Regions from separate parts of the Pan troglodytes genome. Here region 2 is linked to region 1. The links are chromatin contacts, called in public Hi-C maps. All regions are on one chromosome and are shown on one strand. Each heading gives the region's core, a stretch centred on a gene start, on an enhancer-like site or on the middle of the called end of the contact. The rest is flanking DNA. Distances are from core to core; before and after follow the strand shown.

The links. Hi-C and Micro-C count contacts between places; a contact is called where the count stands out from the background.
Region 2: a contact with region 1 is called in a Hi-C map of stem cell-derived neural progenitor cells, with 2.4 times the contacts expected there. The contact joins two enhancer-like sites. A contact is called at or near these places in 2 of 7 Hi-C or Micro-C datasets (blood and stem cell-derived neural progenitor cells).

What each region holds. Positions count from the first base shown.
Region 1 is chr9:130,103,857-130,110,617 of NHGRI_mPanTro3-v2.0_pri, forward strand. No RefSeq gene overlaps it. Among named protein-coding and RNA genes, the nearest start is that of ETS1, 410 kb to the right of the region's middle. Within about 2 kb of position 4,770, at least 4 of the 24 cell types and tissues checked have an H3K27ac peak or open chromatin away from gene starts, as enhancers often do. A contact at or near this core is called in stem cell-derived neural progenitor cells, where this site is marked.
Region 2 is chr9:130,381,325-130,387,807 of NHGRI_mPanTro3-v2.0_pri, forward strand. LOC107967248 (a long non-coding RNA gene) reads left to right here. Exons shown (of 3, transcript XR_008538175.2): 3 at 4,076-6,476. Among named protein-coding and RNA genes, the nearest start is that of ETS1, 140 kb to the right of the region's middle. Within about 2 kb of position 4,142, at least 10 of the 24 cell types and tissues checked have an H3K27ac peak or open chromatin away from gene starts, as enhancers often do. A contact at or near this core is called in stem cell-derived neural progenitor cells, where this site is marked.

The DNA.
Region 1 (6,761 bases), core at 3,520-6,019:
AGAAAGTCTGCCTTGATGAGCTTTACTCAAGAGCCGCAACTTCACGGGTCGGACAGTAGAAAAGACTTCGGCAGTTACCAAATCTGAAGTACTCATTGTGCATGCTAGCAATCTGGGACTAATAAGGTTAAATTGTCTGAGACCTCAAGGTGGAAGTGACAGGTGGGTCTAGAACTCAAGTTTACCAATGACAGTCCAGTGTTATTGTCATTATCCTTTAGAATTGTTCATTTATTCGTTCATCACACACTTATGAAAGCCCTATTATGTATTATATACTAAGCTTGAAGACCAAAACAAATCAGTAAGATCCCTATCTTAAAGACTCTTAGATCTAGTACATGACTTAGTATAAGTGAAGAATTTTAATATGAGACTCAGTAGATGCTATAATAAAATAATGAGCAAAACTATATAAAATCCCAGAGAAAGTTGAAACTTATTCTGTCTTGGATCTTTGGAAAATCCTAAAGAAATTTGCGAACTTTTATAGGGAGTCTTATATAATGAAGAAACATTTACTAGGCAGAAAATGGAGGGAGAGGTAGTTCAGAAAGGGATAACAACAAAGAAATTCAAAGTAGACCGAAGTGTGAATCATGGGGGAATGGAGGAAAGTGAGATTACAGAGGGGGTTTGGGGACAGACAGTACAAGCCTGGTAGACCCATCTAGGGAATTCGGAGTCTATCTAGGAGGCCAGAAAGAGTCATGAAGCTTTGAAAGCAGGAAAGTGACATGTTCAAATTTGTTTTAAAGCTGCTTTGGCTACAGCATAGAAATTGAGGGCTGGGCATGGTGACTCACGCCTGTAATCCCAGCACTTTGGGAGGCCGAGGCGGGCGGATCACGAGGTCAGGAGATCGAGACCATCCTGGCTAACACGGTGAAACCCTGTCTTTACTAAAAATACAAATAATTAGTCGGACGTGGTGGCGGGCACCTGTAGTCCCAGCTACTTGGACGACTGAGGCAGGAGAATGGCGTGAACCCAGGAGGCGGAGCTTGCAGTGAGCCAAGATCGGGCCACTGCACTCCAGCCTGGGCGACAGAGAGAGATTCCATCTCAAAAAAAAAAAAAAAAGAAATTGAGCAAAAGAAAGAGAAGCTGCCGAAGGGGTGGTAGCTGTATGTTCACAGACATGTGCACCATAGTGCTATGCTGTTGCAGTTTTGGAAGAGCGCTTGTGCTTCTGCCATAAGTACTCGCACAGTTTTACATTAAAAATCTCTTATTGAGAGCTTACTAGGAGCAAAACACCAAGAAGAGTCCGGCATGGTGCGGAGATTTCCATCTTCTTGCCCAGGAAAATGTTTATAAGGAAAAAGAACTAAAGAGATTCAAAGTGAGGACAAGGCACTGTTGAAAAAATTAGAATGGCTTTTTGGAGTAAATAAAATTTGGCATGGAGGGGTGATGGATATACAGGACTTTTGTAAGTAGAAGAGATTGAATGCTCTGACCAAAATGTCTTCCCTAACGCGCCCACTAAAATGCAAGCTAAAAATTGAGATTAGGGCCAGGCGCGGTGGCTCACACCTATAATCCCAGCACTTTGGGAGGCCGAGGCTGGCGGATCACAAGGTCAGGAGATCAAGACGATCCTTGCTAACACGGTGAAACCCCGTCTCTACTAAAAATACAAAAAATTAGCCGGGCGTGGTGGCGGGTGCCTATAATCCCAGCTACTCAGGATGCTGAGGCAGGAGAATCACTTGAATCCAGGAGGCGGAGCTTGCAGTGAGGCGAGATCGCGCCACTGCACTCCAACCGGGTGCCCGAGCGAGACTCCGTCTCAAAAAAAAAAAAAAAAAAAAAAAAAAAAAAATATATATATATATATATATATATATATATGTAGAAATTAGAGTGTCTATTTCTAACTTCTCTTCACTATTTCCTTCTTAGAAGTCAGAATGAAAGAAGTGCTCTAACAGTGTCGTCAACCTCGATTAAGCCTCAATCAAGGCAAAATTTGTGCTTCAAAAACCTAAAGAGGAGAACTACCACTGTTTCTTTTTGTTACATGATGGCAAACAATATGAGTCATGTTTCCATGGAATTGACTAGCTGCAGGGGCAGGTAGAAACTCAGCCAAAACAATAGAGTTAGAATTCTAAGGCTTTGGCGTGCACTCAACCTAACTGTAGATAATCCAGCTAATTTTTCCTTCAAGGTTTCCAACCATAAGCCCCTAGGAATAAAGCACTATCTGATTGTCTCTGGCCATTTTAAAGTTCGCACCAACAGGTTGGTCTAGATAGGCTTATTTTATTTTGAAACTAAGCCCAAGTCCAGTTTGAGTTAATGTCAGAAATATAACCCAAATCATTAATCAGTCAATCTATTTATCAAAGCTTGCCCCATCTGTAAATAATTAGTTGCAGCCCATTTTACACTGTGGGTAAATAAAGTGTTTCCATTGCTCTCTTGGTATTGTTTCTGAAAAGCCATTGTTGTCACCTCTTATATATGGCCATAAGCAAGCTCTCAACAGCATAACTGGAAGACCAAAGAAAGAAATTAACTGAGCCATGCTGCATTAGTAAGGAAGGTGCTGATAGATAGCAGCAAAATCAAACAAGTTAGGAGTGGACCAGACAAGAGGGCCTTCTCTTTCAGTTACGAATGCATCTGGCCTGTGTCCATGGCTAGATCATATATCTGACAATATCCTCCCTTTTAATGCTTTGCAGATCCAAGGTATAGTATCATACCCTAAGACTGAACTCTCCAGGGAAATTATGTCAAGCCATAGCCAAGAAAGTAGGATTGTAAAAATCACCCCAGGAACCAGCTGCCTGGATTTCACCTTCAGAAAACAAGGGAGAACATGGGCCAAAAGGTGGCGCTGTGAGACTGAGAATAATGCCCGATGCTGCACTTTAGTCTCAAGTCTCTGAAAATATGCTCAGCACTTACCCCAGGGGGAAAAAAAAAAAAATAGAAGTTAGCTTTATTTTTAGAATTTATCTCTGTGCACTCAGGATGGACTTAAGATTCCCATAAACTAATCTTCCTTGTTGATTATGCGTAGACAACAGATTCCCAGTGTGGGCAGGAAACAAAATAATTTTTATAAAGCCTCTGCGTCAAATGTGTTCATTATTTGGATCTTTTGACCTGAATGGCAGTATTATTTTATAAGAATGGAGAAAATCAACATGGCTTCTAAAAAAGATAAGGTTTCTGCAAACTATTGGGAAAATGACTTGGCAGGCAATTAGGAATATTGATCTGTGCCGATGAGAACATGAAACAAATAGTCCTGCAGATTTCACATAGGGTGTTGGAGAACGCACCTTTTACAAAGAGAGATCTCATTGTTCAGCACTGTTAGAAACATAAGTGGGCATTCTTTGACCACAGCTAAGCTCCCAACATTTTAAAAGGTCTGCAGAGAAACTGAAATGTAGAAAAGCCCCATTGTGTCTATGTGACTGAGTTTCTTTCCAGCCAGGAGTTTCGTGGAATAAACATCAAAGCTCCTGCTTGCATTTATGGCAAAGGAGATCACATTCTCCAGCAAACCTTATTCTCTGAGCACCGAATATGTACATCATATTGCGCCAGGGGCCAAAGTGAGAAACGTACATCCCAAGTTCATTCTCCTTGAGCCACCCCTAAAAAAATACACCAAATAAGAGACCTGTGATACCTTCTTGATCATCAGCGTGATGGGATCTTATGCTATTAAGCTAAGACAAGTTCTATAAGCCCAAATTTCTGGTCTCTTTAAATCACCATAGTAGGGTTTTTCTGGTTGAAGTTCATTAAAATATATAACCTCAGAATTTGAATGGACCCAGATGATTACTTACATTTATTTCACTCTGGGTTTTTGTGTCTGTAATGATGCCATGTACTTTACAAATCTTTTCAAATCTTTAAAAGATGTATTATCTTTGCATATTAACAATCCATTGGGTTTGTCCCTAATTTACAAATAAAGAAATAGGCCGGGCACAGTGGCTCACACCTGTAATCCCAGCACTTTGGGAGGCCGAGGCGGGCGGATCATGAGGTCAGGAGATCAAGACCATCCTGGCTAACATGGTAAAACCCTGTCTCTACTAAAAATACAAAAAGTTAGCCGGGCGTGGTGGCGGGCACCTACAGTCCCAGCTACTTGGGAGGCTGAGGCAGGAGAATTGCTTGAACCCAGGAGGCAGAGGTAGCAGTGAGCTGAGATCGCACCACTGCCACTGCACTCTAGCCTGGGGGACAGAGCGAGACTCTGTCCAAAAAAAAAAAAAAAAAAAAAAAGCAGGTTAGAAAAATTTAGTGATTTGTTCAAAATTAATTAATAAAAGACAAAGCCATGGATTTTAATTCAACTATATATGATCCTAGAGTCTGTGCTGTGCCAAACAGTTTTCAAGACCTGAAAAATCATGTCGTCGAGTCTACACACCAAAAGAGATTGTATCAGCTGCCTAACATGCCCACTAAATATTCACTCACTCTCCCAAACACAAGAAACTCACTCCTTTCTGAGGCAGGTCGTTGCATTTTTGAGCAATTTTAGTTATTTGAAAACTCTGATGATCACATTTTCAAAGAATGGCAAAACCTTGATGTAGAAATGAAAGAGATAATTGAAAAAATCCAGGAAATTCAGAAGCCGCGGCTCACAAATTCTTTTGCCCACTTTAATTTGAATGTGTTAGCTCCTGTGAATGACACATGAAGCCGCTGACATTGCAACAGATGGCGCTTTGGAAGAGATTCCTTTCTGAACTGCCTGGCCCTCTTATGGAAATCCTGTGAGGGGCGATCTCTGGTGACCAGGCTCAGCAGGAAGAGGAATGTGCATCCGACCTTGTGCGGAAGGTGTCCCCCAGCTGTTTTTGCAAATATCTGTTTTGTCACAGGGGGTGGCTAGGTCACAAAACCTAGAGTGGCTCATGGCTTCATAGTAATATAAGTCTACCAACCTCCAAGGGAGACTTCAAATCTCATTGCCAAAAGCACCTAATTGCTACATCTACTGAGCCCAGCAGGTCCTATGATAAAATTCAGTGCATTACATACTGACCTAATTCTTATCTATTCCTTTCCCAAACCCTTTTTCCATCTTCCTTTGCCTTCAAAATCAGGAATATGAGACTGTATCCATACAGCATTGCCATGTAAACTACTGGATGCACAGATACATTTGAATTGCAGATCAACAACTCATTTTTTAGTATAAGCACAGGACATGCTCATACTGAAAAATACTTGTTGTTTGTGTGCAATTCAAATGTGACTGGGCATTCTGTGTTTTTATTTGCTAAGTCTGGCGACTCTAACCCATACAACAGCAAATCTATATTTTATTAAAGTATAAATGAGTGCATTATTGTATATAACAGCTGTATTGAACGATTTTTGAATAGAAAAAGTCAAACTATGTTCCAAACATCTTTTAAATCTTTTTATAAGGCCAGGGATCCCTTTGTAATTAGTAAAACGAAAGCACCCCTGGATTTGTATAAACTCAGGTTTCCATACCTCAGATCCGTTTGAAGTGAAGCACTCTCAAATTCCCTCAGTTAGTGATAATGGTGGTCCTTACAGGAAGTACCTTTGTTTCATTCCCTAACATTTGTTTTCCTCACCAAGGTGTTACCATTAACTTTGAATGGGTCAAGTTCATGCTCCCCCAATGCTGCCTCTTTATTGACTTGTCCTGCTCTATGTGGATGAAGAGGCTCCAGAGATCCTAAAGCTGTACTTTGGACATAGCTTAGTGGCAAGCACAGGGAAAAGTGTACAGAGGAAGACAATAGGCTGGAATCGGAGGCTTCCAAAAATAAAATTGATTTTCTTTCTTTAAGAATTCCCAACTTTGTCTTAGGGACAAAGCCGCTGGATTTAGCAATACAAAGCACCCAGTTAAATTTGAATTTCAGATAAACAACAAGTAATGTTTTAATATAAATGTCTTGTGTATTGCATGAGATACCCTTATACTTAAACATTACTCATAGTTTATCTTAAGTTCAAATTTAACTGGCACCTTGTGTTTTATCTGGAAAGCCTACCTGGTAACATGGGGAGCTGCTTGCTGTCCTCAGCACTGAGGTGTAAAATATGTAGGATGACTGGCACAAAATAGGCAATAACAATAGCAACAAATAAACAGTCACAACAGCAGTAGCAGCACTCAACAAACGCCAGCCTGGATGGATTTCCTTTAAGGCCCAGGAAACAGTTTCCAAGTGCTCCTCTCAAGCTGGGCTCTTCCTTTATATTGCCCCCTGCTATGGTTTCAGTGTGTCCCCTCCAAAATTCAGGTGTTGCCTATGTGATGGTTTCAAGAGGTGGGGTCTTTAAGAGGTAATTAGGTTTCTTCATCTGAAAAATGGAATTGATGATGGTAATAGCCTCCCAGCATTCATCCCAGGATATTCATGAGAAGCTTTACCATTCAAGGGCCTTGTGTATGTAAATGATTATGCTACACTTATTTTTCAGGTCTGGTTTCCTCTAATAATAGAAACAATAAACTGTTTGATATTTCTTGGCATCATTAATAAATCAAAAGTATGTTCCCCTTGTGTTCTATATTTTGCAAAATAATGAGGAAAAGAAAGAACAGGGTTACTGAGCTCTTCGTTGGAATTTTCAGGGAGTTTTGGGTAGAAATTAAAACCAAGAGTAATTAAAGCAGCAGTTCACTGACTGAATGATCATCAGACTCAACTGCAGACCAGGTAGAACTTGAACGCCCAGATCCAGCATACACTTGCTGAATTAGGATGTTTTGGGGTGTA
Region 2 (6,483 bases), core at 2,892-5,391, 280 kb after region 1:
TATAAAGTTCAAGAACAGGCAAAACTATGCCAATAGAAATCAGAATAGTGATTGACGGTAGGGTGTGGATATTGGAATTTTCTGGGGTATTGCTTACACAAATGTACCTATTAAAATTCATCAAACTGCTCAAAATCTGTGCATATCACTGTATATCAATTTTACCTCTATAAAAATCAGGTTTGGTATCAAATATATATGTACATAATTAAATGCTGAAAAGATTTATACTAAAATTTCAATAGTGAAGAATATCAGGTAGTTTTCTAATTGGCTTCTGAATATTTTCATGTTATCTAAATTTTCAATATATATAACCTTTTAAAAATACATAAAACTAATATTTAATGAAACAATTTAAGGGGGACTCTCTACCTTGTAGAATGGATAAAGGAGAGGAAACAAATATTTTTGGGGTATTTGCCATGTATCAGGTCCTTTAAAAGTCACTTTATTACATGATTCTATTTAAACAATATAACAATTCTATCAAGTAGGTATTATCCCATTTGCAAAAGAGAAAACAGTGATTCAGACTTATAGTTATGTGTTCAAGGACCCTCAACTTGATCTTAGGTCTGCCTGCTTCTGAAGTCGGTATTTTGACTCTAAGAGAATTAAGCCCTCAAGACGGATTTCTGAAATTCAGAGAGTAAAGAATGCTTGGTAGGATAGAAGAATCCCAGAAATACATTACTGTCTACGAGCATAGGAATTGGCACATTGGACTCTGGGAGTTAACTGTTAAAATGGGAAAGTGAATTATCCAAATGTCAGAGTCACAAATCAAGCACAATTTATCTGAAACCCAAGAAAGTCTGACCTGAGACAAGGAAAGAGGTGGGTGGCTCAGAGGAAAAAAAAAAAAAAAAAACCTAAGACCAAGTATGGCAGCTGGTGGGAGAGGGAAGAAAAGTGTTCCTTCTTTATAACCTGTAGGCAAGTTATAAAAACAAGGGTTGTTTTGTCCCCTGTCGGAGTGAAACCTCAGAGACCAAAGTTCAACGCTTTCAGGTTACGGGAATGGAAATGGTGAATTCCCTGTATCAGCTGCCTCCAGCCCAGGCAAGCCTGACTCACAGGTTGGTCACCTGTTTGGAATGGGCTGTGGGAGAGCACACCCATGAGGTTGCTCGGGGAGCAATGGGCCACAGCAGATTTCCCTGTGAATTGTGTTCAGGTAAGACCCTGCGGTCAGACCAGCTCACTCTTCCTTTGCTATTTCTTTATATATAGTCTCTTTCCATTTCGAAAATGTACTCTGAGCCCTGGCCTTTAACAGCTTCATTTGTTTTCCTTCATCTCCCAGTTTACAACTGTGAAGGAAACGCTCATTGATCAAGTTCTTTCAGCTTGGAATGGAGTCTCTGACTCCCAAAAATCTCTCCCAGGACCAACTGCAAGGGGGTAGTGGATCTAGGATTAAGGCTGGAGACTGAAGCACTGCTGAGAATGGGGAGTCTGACACGTAATGACCTCCATATATACAAGCTGGTCAGTGCTCTCTCAGAGCCGGCATGTGGCTTTGTCCAGAGAATATGAATCCCAGTTTGAGCAGCAATATGGATCAGAGTTGGTAGAGAGGAAGCTTGAGGCTCTCACGCTAGGATGTCTTCAGCATCCTTCTTGTATCCTTGTGTGCAAAATGGGAGCCTGGGAAAGGAACTAGGAGAACTGAACCCCATCCCTCTGATACATACACACTGCTTTTTTCCTTCTTTATAGCATAGCTTGGCTGTCCAAATGTTCTGGCAGAGACCAAGCTCCAGGCTCAGTGGGGGGTTCTAATTTTCCATGGCTCATTCACTTCTGAGAACTTTGGCTTAGCTGCATAATGGGGGGCTACTTCCTGCCAATTGTGGCCCTGTTGTGTGATACCTTCTGACACATACCCTTTTCTGAAAAAAGATTGTCTGCTGGGAACTGGACTGAAACCAACATATAACCGTTTGTTTCATACTGGTTAGGAAGCCACCAGGAAGGCCTACCCAAAGTGGTTTTAAACACATACACACACAGTCCTCTCCTCTTAGAGCCAAGAACAGGCCATTACTGATGTGTTAGAAAATCCAGGCTGACCTTCTCAGTCATGAGGGAAGCTCCCTGGGCCCACCAGCAGGCTTTTGCCAAGAATGGGCTCCATCTTGAGCCCACAGCTCTTCCCTAGCTTCCCAGCAGAAGCAAGGGGAGAGTGGAGAAGTCAAACACTTCTTGAACATTGCTTACTATATGTCAAGTTCTACCCTAGACCCTCAATAGAAAGTATTTCACTGATCCTCACAATAGATCAGTGGGGTAAGTGTCACTATTGTTATTTTGAGGAAACTGAGGCTCAGAGAAGTTACCTGTATTCACAAAGTCACATAGTAAACTGAGTGTGTAAACTTGAGTGGTAGAGTCAGAATTTAAACACTGATTTTTATCGGTTGCAAACGTTGGGCTTTTCCCACCACCAGCAGAAATCTTGCTGGCCCTCAGCAAATATTCCTTTACAGCAGTCATCTCAAAACTTTTCTGACCCTATACTCCCATCAGTAAACATTTTTAAGAACCACCTTCAATACAGACATATTTATTTATTTATAAACTCCACGCACTAGCTAATATCTGTTAGCATTGCCTGGTAATATAATACCCTAGAGCACTAATCATCATTAATGACAATAAATATATATCCATGTTTAATGTAGTCTTCATGACTTGGAAAACTTTTTGGCCAGATCTTGTGAAATCTAATTAAATTGCTTTTGTTTTAGCTTCAATACATGGCTGGCAAATAATTTGTTCCAGGAGTAGAAGAAATGATATGGCATTCTTCTTACCTTCTTGGGCATGAATTGCTCCTGCTGTCAACAATCTCCGGTTTCCTTACAGAAGAAGTTTTAAGACACTTTTCCATTTTGTAAAAGTGATTCGGTTAAAATGGGATAATATGGTTTGTAAATCGACTCACTGTGTTTATGCAAGACCATGGAATACTATGCACCCATATAAAGGGATGAGTTCATGTCCTTTGCAGGGACATGGATGAAGCTGGAAACCATCATTCTCAGCAAACTAACACAAGAACAGAAAACCAAACACCACATGTTCTCACTCATAGGTGGGAGTTGAACAATGAGAACACATGGGCACAGGAGGGGAACATTACACACCGGGGCCTATCAGGGGGTGGTGGGCTAGGGGAGGGCTAGCATTAGGAGAAACATCTAATGTAGATGATGGGCTGATGGGTGCAGCAAACCACCATGGCACCTGTATACCTATGTAACAAACCTGCACGTTCTGCACATGTATCACAGAACTTGAAGTATACATATATGTCTCAAAAAAAAAAAACCACCATAATATGCTAAAAGAGAAATCAGGGCACCAGTAGGACCTCCCCCACCCACCTTGCAGAATTTCACTTTCCTCACAGTGCTTCGCACGGATGCAAATGACTCGTGGGAGTCTGAGGGTACCGGGGTCCATATATACATTCAATATTAGTACATAGAAAAGTAGTTCCCATTTTTAGATTGAAAGTACCTATGAATAGAAGCGCTAATGGTTTCTTCCCTTATCTCGTGTTCTATTCTGCGCAATTCCTGGAGCGGGCAGTCCCCGCCTTGGAGACTCCTGCCTTACAGGAAGGGGTCACATATTCCTGAATTGGACCCCACTCAGATGCAGAAGGCTAAGAGTTTGGATGAGAAAAGTGGGCCAGGGAACGGGGGAGCCGGTGGGTGGGGTGGATGGAAGGAGGTGCCCACTCTGGAGGGCAAGAGAAAAGCACGAAAGCATGGGGCCACATGAGCGCGGCCTTCTGGGCCATCCCCGGTGGACTCTTGCCCAGGGGAGGGGTGCGTCGGCGGCGGCAGCCCAGTTTTCTGGATTTCTTTATTTCTGAGCCCAGGTCTTTCAGAAGCCTCTCTCCTAAATGCTCAAATACCAGAGTAAATGAAAACACTCTGCGGCACAATGATCCCTTAAGGTTTGTTTTCCAAGATGGAAAAGAAAGGCATTTCAGCCTTTTCACGGATAAAAATAACTTGCTGTTGATTTTGAAATCCCTTTCATTTGTCTCCCACAGACCAGCCCCATACAATGGTACTTTGTGCAAGAGCTCTCTGCATGGGCCGGCCGGGCCCCCTTCCCTGCGCCTGCCAACGGGAGGAGACGCGAGGCGCTGGGAGCTCCAGAGTGGGCGAGGACTTCGGGCAGACCCGGCGTTGCTGTTGGACATCATTCAGAAGTCCCCGCTCAGCGGGGGCAGCCCGAAGAGCAAAACAAACAGAGCGAGGAGTAGTGGAAAATGCTGAGTCCTGGAGCTGGCCGGAACGGCCTTCGCCTTTCCACGCCCAAAGCCAGCCGCTCTGCCCACCTGCAGCTGCAATAGCAAGCAGGGCCGCAGCAGGCAGGGAGGCCTTGGCACCAGAGCCCGTCCAGGGCTGGGAAGGCGGGGAACAGACACTCCTCTCTCTTCAGACAGGCCCTCCAGAGTCCTCACCCTGAAGGCTGAGGTCTTTTTCTTGTTCCAGGAGTCCAGTGAAAAAATAGTTCTCAAAAAGGGAGAAAAAGACTTTCTTGAACTGCAGTTTCAGATTTACTAATAGTGTCCATTTACATAGCTCCTACTAAATGTCAAGCACCAACACAGATGAATTGGCAATCACCATGTCAGTCCTGCGAGGTTGGTACTTTTATCCCCATTTCACAGATGAAAAAAGCCAGGCACAGAGAAGTCAAATAACCCAAGTTCACAATGCTCAACAATGGCAGGGCCAGGATTTACAACCTGGTTTAAAATTTAAAACGTAGGATTTAAAACCTACTTTACAGTCTTAAAGGTGACTGCCTTTTCTCTTCAGCTTATTAGATTTCCTCTCTAGGAATACAAGATGTGCAACACAAAGAGAGGAAACTCAAGATGGAGAGTAAAGGGAATGAATGAGAGACAGGAGAATCACCAAGGACTAGAATAATACAAAAGATTTATTTAAAAAGCAGGTGGCCATCGGCCCAGGAGAAGGAGTGTGAGACCAAGGTACAGAAGTGGCAAGAAATGCTGAGCTGGGGCTGGAAGGTACGACAGTACTAGTCAGACAGGCACCTGTTCTGTCCAAAACAGGATTCCAGAAGTAATGTGAAGAGGTCACTTGGCAAAGGGGGCTCACACAGCTCTAGGGGGAAACTGAGGATCAGCAGCTGGAGCAGAGAAATAGAGAAATGAACACCTTCTTTCTTTCCAATTACAGCCGCAGTGGAGGCAGATGCCCAGGGCTCCTAGGAGAGACAGATCGCGATTAGAAGAGAGGGCCTATGGCTGTCATGCAGGGAGGTCTGTCCGTTCCTCTAAGCCAAGAGCTCTTGTCCCCAGAGGAAAGAGGAGAAGGAAGAAAGGAACAAACAAATGAACAGAGGAAGGAATGAAAAGAGAGAGAGAGAAGGAGGGAGGAAGGGCTGGAAGGAAGAAAGGAAGGGGCTGTTTTTTTCTTGTGTTTGGAAGAACAAGCTGCCAACCCTCATTAAATGCATAGGATTGGCTTTAGAGTTACTACACCTAAATTCTAATTCTGTCTCTGTCACCGGTTAGTAATGTGATCTCATGGAAATCACTGGAACACCCTTAACCTGAAACCCAATGTCTATACAATGAGGACACTGGAATTCACCTCTAAGGTTCTCTCTGGATCTAAAATCTACACTCTGATGATACTGAGACCAAGGACAGGGACTTTGATTGTTGCCTTTTCATGCCACCGAAGGTCTACATCCTAGCACAGTGCCCACCACCCATCCACACCGACCAGTCACCCAGGGCTAGTGATTCTGTGTTCTCAACACCTCTCTGATGTGCCATAGCTGCTTCTCTTGTATGCATCTCTTCTGAGCATGAAACGGTTTTCCAACTGGTCTCCCTGCCTCCACCCTTGTCTGGCTCTGATTCATGTTCTGCTCCACAGTCAGAATGATTTTCCTAAGCACAGGTCGGATCATGTGACTTAGCCTGCTGGAAGAGCCTCAGGACTCCACGTCACTCTTCACACAGCCCACAGGGCCCTGGATCATCTCCACACATTCTTGCTGTCCTCTCCTCACACCCACACTCTTTTGCACTCTGTGCTCTAGATCCATAAAACTACTTCCAGTTTCTCCACCAGTGTACACACTTTCTCACCTCTCAGCCTCTGGACATGCATTCCCCACCACTGGAACCTCTTTCCCTCCCCACTTAACTAACTGCTACTCACCTGCAGGCCACACATTCCTTCAGGTTAGGTTCCTCCTATGTGTCAAATCATATTGTTATTTCACTGGATGGTGTTCCCCCTTTGTCTATAAATTGTAATTTACTGGAAGTAGAGTGAAGGAAAAAAAAGTGTGTTTACCTTCTTCCTTATGGTTTCCCTTGTACTGAACCCAATGCCAACCACACGGCAGGTGCTCAAGGGATGTTTGTTATCTGAATAAATTTGCTTGGTGGCGTCACTATGTAGG